2 separate regions of the Pan troglodytes genome follow, and region 1 is linked to region 2. Evidence: chromatin contacts called from public Hi-C data. All regions are on one chromosome and are shown on one strand. Each heading gives the region's core, a stretch centred on a gene start, on an enhancer-like site or on the middle of the called end of the contact. The rest is flanking DNA. Distances are from core to core; before and after follow the strand shown.

Region 1 (3,334 bases), core at 368-2,867, 410 kb before region 2:
TAGCAGAGACATCTGTAGGGAGAGTAACGGGATGCGACATCCTGCTGGAGGCCAAGCTAAATGTGTCCCATGACATCACTCTGAAGAGGAGGCTGCCAGAGCCGCATAGGGCCCGGAGTGCTCCTGCAGCTGAGTGCCGCAGAGGCCTGAGGCTTGCAGCCTGGCTCCTGGCCCCCTGCTCTGTGAAGAAATGCTCTGTTGGCCCACTGGCCTATGGGGAAATTACCTGACCACCTCCCTATACCAGTCTGGTCTGGGGAGATATGTTCTTTCTGCCCAGCCTTCTGGTTCCTCTGGGTCTCCTCTTCAGTACCAGCAGATCTCCAGTTACTCTGCTGCCAGTGGGAGTGTATGGGTGGGGTGGGGGGATTCTGAAAGCCATGTTACTTGCTGGGAGGAGTCCTGCCACACAGCCTCTGTCACACCCTCTTGGAGGAGCCCTGCCAAGCTTGAGATCCCAGCAAAGTCCCTGCCAGGCTGTGGCTGAGTTCAAGCTGGAGCAGCTCTCCCAGGAGTCCAGATCCTATGATGGAGAAGGTGTAGGATCCTATTGTAAAGATTGGAAGTGACTCAGAGGCACACATCTGCACACTTGCACCACTACAAGGTGCACACAGGCCTGGGCACATACATGCCATGTACTCGTACTACAGATACAGGCCCCCACACACACCCAGCTGCTGAGCTGTGGGCGCACATGCATTCATGGCTGATGGTCTCTGGTGGGCCTGAAGAGATCTCCTGCTCTTCCACTCTCTGCTTCCTGACTTCTGCTCTCTGGTTTTCTATCCTCTTCTTTCTGGGCTGTGGCTCAGCCAGCTCCTGGCCTGGGAGGGCTGCGTATAGAGAAGGCCCGGCTGCCTGAGCGCTGTCCTCGGTGCTGGAGTCCTGGTGGGCTCTGCATGCTTGAGGAAAACAAGCAAGGGCATTGGGAGGAGGTGATCTTGCTTGGAGGTGCAGATGTTCATGGGGTGCCCACCAGGATGCCTACCCTTATTATTTCAGAAAATGTGCAACTGGGCTTCCTCCTTTCAATGGCAGACACTGCAACAGGTGTCCAAGCCCTCTGCCCAGCAGTGTGGGCATCTGTGGCTGTGTGTGGCTATATGGCCATTCATTGTGGCTATGAGGGGCTTCTTGAGACCTCGTGTGCCACATACAGTTGTGTACGAAGATCATGATTTCCTCATGAGACACCTGTGATTCCATGTGGCTGCCTGTGACCATGTTACTACTGGTGAACACATATGGCAGCCTGTGATCACACTGAGTCTCCTGTGACCTTGCGTAGCCTCAGACCTGAACTCGTGCGTCCCCAGATGATCTGGGCACTATCTGGTCTAGCTGCCCGATTTGTCAGAGCCTAGGTGAAAACTTGCCACTCCCTCCCCTCACTGATTTGCAGAGGTGGCACCCGGAGGCTCCCCATGTCTGCAAAATTGGGTCCTAGGGGGCGTTGGTGTCAGCAGGCACCAGCCCACAGGAGTGTGCACCTCCTAGGACAGGTAACCGCGACCCGGCTGCCATTCGAGCCTGCCCAGCCATAAAAGCCAGGATGCGAGCCGCGCGGGGGCAGGGTCGCGTGTTGATGGGGTGGGTGGCGGCGGGGTGGGCTCAATGTCACGCTCTGGCGCTCGTCGCCCGTGCTCCCCCTTCCAGCCGGTTTCCGCAGAATGACAGGTACTGACGTTGGGGAGCGGGGCCGGAGAGGGCTGGTTCGCTCTGCGGCCGGGCCCCTCCCCCGCCCGGGAGCTTGGCGGTTCCGACACCGCGGTCAGTGCGGGGCAAGCCCCAGACCCGGCCAGGCTGCAGGGCAGGGAGTAAGGCTCGGTTGCGAGTGCGCGCCGCGCCCTCCCCCTTGAGCCGTCTCCGCAGCGGCGCGGGGAGGCGGGAGCTGCGGGGCCGGAGGGCGGGGGCTAAAAATACCCGGCAGCGGCGGCGGCGGCGCGGCTACTGCTGGGGCTGCTGGGCTGCGGGGCTGCGGGCCGGGGAGGCCGGGCCGGGCCCCGCTGACCGCCATGCTGACCTTCTTCCTCGTGTCGGGGGGCTCCCTCTGGCTATTCGTAGGTAAGTGCCCGTCCTGTCCGCGTCCGGGACTCCCATCTCCCGCAGGCTATGAGGTCTTCGCCCGAGGTGGAGGTGTTACATCTCCGCGGCCGCCGAGCCCCCATCGCCTGCTGCTGAGCTGTCCCGTCAAGGTCCCCAGGGCCGCCTAAGTACACCCTCCGCCCCCAGTTCTCGCGGGCTCCGGGCCGGGTTTGGGGAGCACCTGGGTCTGCGGAGGGAGATAGGGGGCTTGCTCTCTGCGACCCCACCACAAACCCCCGCCGAGTTCTTGCGTCCCCCTTCCCTGATGGCAAGGACCATCCGCGGATCAGATTAGGCCCTGAGCCAAGGCCAGGAACAGACATTGCGTCCTTGTCCATCTCCTGGGACCAGAAACCGAGGGTGTTGGTCCCCGAGGTCCCACAGCAGGTCAGCTATGTAACCCGGACTGACCTGGGCTTCCTGATCCCGGCGAGGGGCTTCCTCACGACCCCTCCCTGCCCGTCCTTCAGCCAGAGTACAAGATTTCTGTAAGGTAGGGTTCACCTGGCTCCTCTGCTCTGCCCAGGGCTGCTGTGTCTCCACTGTTTCCAGACCCCTCCCCTCCACCTCACAGGAGTCAGCTTCACCACTGCACTTCTTAGGCGGCTACAAGGACCCCTGCTCGATCCCGCCTCCGCGCTTACCTCCCTCAACCCCCCATACACCCACACCTGGAGTCTCACCACAGGCCCTTTTATCTGCCAGTTCTACTACCCGCACCGGCTACTTCCCCTCTCTGAGCCTGGGGTCCTCCAGAATATAATACCACTAAAGGATCTCCACCTCCACCCCAACCCCCATGTGCAGATTCAGCCTGATAATTTGTGTGCAGTGCTTGATCCTTAAATTGGCCTTAAACCTGTCCTAGGCCACAGCAAATGCTCTATGAATGTTAGTGTTTATTATTATCTCACATTCAAACAGCACCATCAGAAGTGGTAATAAAGCTTTTTCTGAGCCAAGGAAGGGGAGGAAGTTGACCCTTTTGAAATCCTTACCTGAGGCTTTGTATGTGTTATTTAATATTCATGGAAAACCCTAGGAGGTCGGTGGCACCATCCCTTTTTTTACTGAGTTCAGAGGTCAGTTGACTTGCCTAGTGTCACATGGATATCTGGCAGACTGGGATTCCATTCGAGGTTTTAATTGATCAACCAATGCTAAGTGCTTGGCTGGATCAGGCCTGAACCTGGAGGGTTGGTGGGCCAAGTAATCACTTCCTTCACCACCACCATTTCCTTAAGTT
Region 2 (3,201 bases), core at 687-3,186:
CAACTAGATTAAAATTCTGATTCCATCACTAGTTATGTGACTTTGGACAAATTTTAGTTTTCTTGGCTGACAAATGGGAATAATAATGGTACTTACTTAAGTATTGTCATGAGGTGTTAGGAAACTACTACAAATGCTCTCAACAGAAGTCTATAAGGGTTCACACTCTGGAGCCAGACTTCATGAGTTCATATCTGCTCTACTATTTCTTGGGCAGATTACTTAATTTCTTTGTGCCTTACTTTGCTCATTTGTAAAATGAGCATAATAATACAACCTCTTTCATAGCATAAGCTAGTTCTGAGAAATAAATGACTTACTCTACGTAAAGCTCTTAGAACAGTGCCTGGCTGTTAGAAGTAATCGTTAATTATTTTAACTATTAGGTAAAAGAGAAGGGTGGTAGAAAGAAGGTCAGTTGTGGAATTCTGTTAGTAATTATTAAGATTTTAGGGCCTCAACGTATGCTTTAGTGACATAAAAATTTAACTTTTTGTGACTTTTTCCCCAAAATGTTGAGAAGAAATTTCTAGGCTTTTAAAGTAAGACTTCCAATTGTAGTTAATTTAGTGGCATAACTATTTAACATAAATATCAGGATATGGGACATCTCAATTTAAATATCATTTTAGAAGTCATGCCTTGACTCCTGAAACTTTACATCATTGGCCTTTGGTTAAATGAAATGTGCTAATTGACCAGTTGAATAACACATATAGTTGACTGTATTTATAAATATATAGTAGTTCTTGGTTTTTTTGAGCTTTTTGGCCATTGTTCCTTTTCCCTGTATTTGTGAAACTCACATTAATGAATTTGTATTGTTAGTCCCTGAGAACTGAATATGCTGGATTGATATTGCCTATGGTTATATTTTAAGATTATTAGTATTTTTCTGTTGAACACTCCTGCTGTTCTGAATGGTCAAGATCTTTGTTATGAGGACTTTTAATAGCCCTTAATCAACTGCAATAATTCACTACTAGTTTGTGATCAAGACAATGAAGTTTATCTTTTTAAGTAAATAATCAGAATGTTTGAGATTTTAGAAAAATCATGGTATGCATTAATGTAATCATAAACTTCACAGGAAACATGATTATGGAAGTTTAATCTTTATTCTAAAGAATAATACTGATTAGGGAATTTGTATCTTTTGTGTGAAAGATTTATAATAGGCTATTGTAGGTTCATTTTTAGGATTTGTGAGTTACTATAACAAACTACCTGGAATAATGCTTAGCATATATTAAGCATCAAGTAATTTTTGGCTTCTTCAGTCAGAATACAGAAACCATACCGTAATTGGAACAAGTGAAGTTTGATTTTTTTATTATTATGATTTTTTAAATTTGAGACAGAGTCACTGTTGCCCAGGCTGGAGGGCAGTGGCACGATCTTGGCTCACTGCAACCTGCGCCTTCTGGGTTCAAGCAATTCTCCTGCCTTAGCCTTCCGAATAGCTGGGATTACAGGTGTGTGCCACCACGCCCAGCTAATTTTTGTATTTTTAGTAAAGACAGGGTTTCACCATGTTGGCTAGACTGGTCTCAGGCTCCTGACCTCAAGTGATCTGCCCGCCTTGGGCATTACAGTGCTGTGATTACAGACATGAGCCACTGCACCTGGCCTGAGCAGGTAAAGTTTAATTTTAAAATTAAACTAGTTCAAGGGATTAGCTACTAAGAAGGATAAAGCAGAATACCCTACAGCTGAGGGCGAGTTCCCAAAGACAAAACAAACTTGAAAGGGAGACAGACCCCTTCCTCACGACTAGAGTTGAGACTTGGTTGAAGAATGTTAGTTGCAGCCCAATAAATAGCAGAGACATTCACTGGGTTGCTCTGGGACAGAGCTGGTCCACAGTTGTCTGGTCAAGGCTGGCAGGAAGGGGAAGGGAACTGCTGACCAGGAGTGGCACGTAAAAGAACCCCCTTACCAGGATGCAGATGGCCCCTGAAGCTGGGGACAGGAAACAGAAGCCCTCCAATTGCAGAGGAAAGACTTTCTTACTGCAGTGTTACTCTAGCACCCTCTGCTGACAAAACTGTAACATTTTCAGCTAGCAAAGGAGAACATTTACACAATTCTCATCCTTATCACAAAGTATGGCAATAAAGGGTAGATTTGAAGCTGAGAGCCAGTATGTTTGGAGAGGCAGTAAATAACTGTCACAGTCCACTCCCCTGGCTGCTCAGCTTCCTTATGAATGCTTCTAAACACACTTGAAATTCCATTCAACAATCTGTGTCTACGTAACAAGACAAAACTATCCTTTATACAAATGAAGTTCTTACCCTCTCCCCCAAATAAGGAGACACACAACAACAATCATTGCTAGCTATATTTGTATGTAATCTGTCATAGTGCCTCTGAATATTCTGTTAACTAAAGACTACCTTATAAAGTTTACCTTCAATATCTTATACCATATATATAGTAAGCAAAGAGAAAATGCAAAAAGCTACTTACTACAGTCTTTGTTTCTATAATGGGACACAAGGCTATAGTTCATATCTCTGTCTTTCACTACCCATTCAGTATTTCTTGCCTCAACTAAAACTTCAGCTGTTCTGTGTCCTTTACTTTGTGATTGGAACAAAACTTTAATTTTGATGTGTCTTCAACTATCCTGCCTTTTTCTTAGTTGCTGTAGTTTTTCATTAACCTTTTTTTTTTTTAAGACAGAGTCTCACTCTGTCACCCAGGTTGGAATGCAGTGATGTGATCCCAGTACACTGCAATCTCTGCCTCCCGGGTTCTGGCAATTCTCCTGTCTCAGTCTCCCAAGTAGCTGGGATTACAGGCATGCACCACCATGCCCGGCTAATTTTTATACTTTTTGTGGAGACGGGGTACCATGTTGGCCAGGCTGGTCTTAAACTCCTGACCTCAAGTGATCTGCCTCCCTTGGCCTCCCAGAGTGCTAGGATTACAGGTGTGAGCCGCCTCGCCTGGCTGTTTTCCATCAATCTTTATTGGTTTTTTTGTTGTTGTTGTTGTTGTTGTTTTTTAAGACGGAGTCTCACTCTGTTGCCCAGGCTGGAGTGCGGTGGCTCAGTCTCGGCTCACCTCAACCTCTGCCTCCCAGGTTCAAGTGATCCCTCTGCTTCAGCATCCCAAGTAGCTAGGACTGTAGGTGTGCACCACCACATCCGGCTAATTTTTGTATTCTTAGTAGAGATGAGGTTTCACCATGTT

The links. A called contact is a pair of places that touch in the nucleus more often than the background predicts.
Region 1: a Hi-C map of induced pluripotent stem cells shows a contact between it and region 2, with 2.7 times the contacts expected there. The contact joins the promoter of ACSL6 here to the enhancer-like site in region 2. A contact is called at or near these places in 4 of 7 Hi-C or Micro-C datasets (blood, induced pluripotent stem cells and stem cell-derived neural progenitor cells), 1 of 1 datasets of contacts at active chromatin or transcription factors (stem cell-derived excitatory neurons) and 1 of 1 other capture datasets (stem cell-derived neural stem cells).

The regions. Positions count from the first base shown.
Region 1 is chr4:129,774,268-129,777,601 of NHGRI_mPanTro3-v2.0_pri, reverse strand. It overlaps ACSL6 (acyl-CoA synthetase long chain family member 6), which reads left to right and starts at 1,617. Exons shown (of 21, transcript NM_001280466.1): 1 at 1,617-1,680. The coding sequence starts at 1,674.
Region 2 is chr4:129,361,081-129,364,281 of NHGRI_mPanTro3-v2.0_pri, reverse strand. All of the region lies in intron 4 of RAPGEF6 (Rap guanine nucleotide exchange factor 6), which reads left to right. Among named protein-coding and RNA genes, the nearest start is that of RAPGEF6, 48 kb to the left of the region's middle. Within about 2 kb of position 1,936, at least 10 of the 24 cell types and tissues checked have an H3K27ac peak or open chromatin away from gene starts, as enhancers often do. A contact at or near this core is called in induced pluripotent stem cells, stem cell-derived excitatory neurons and stem cell-derived neural stem cells, where this site is marked.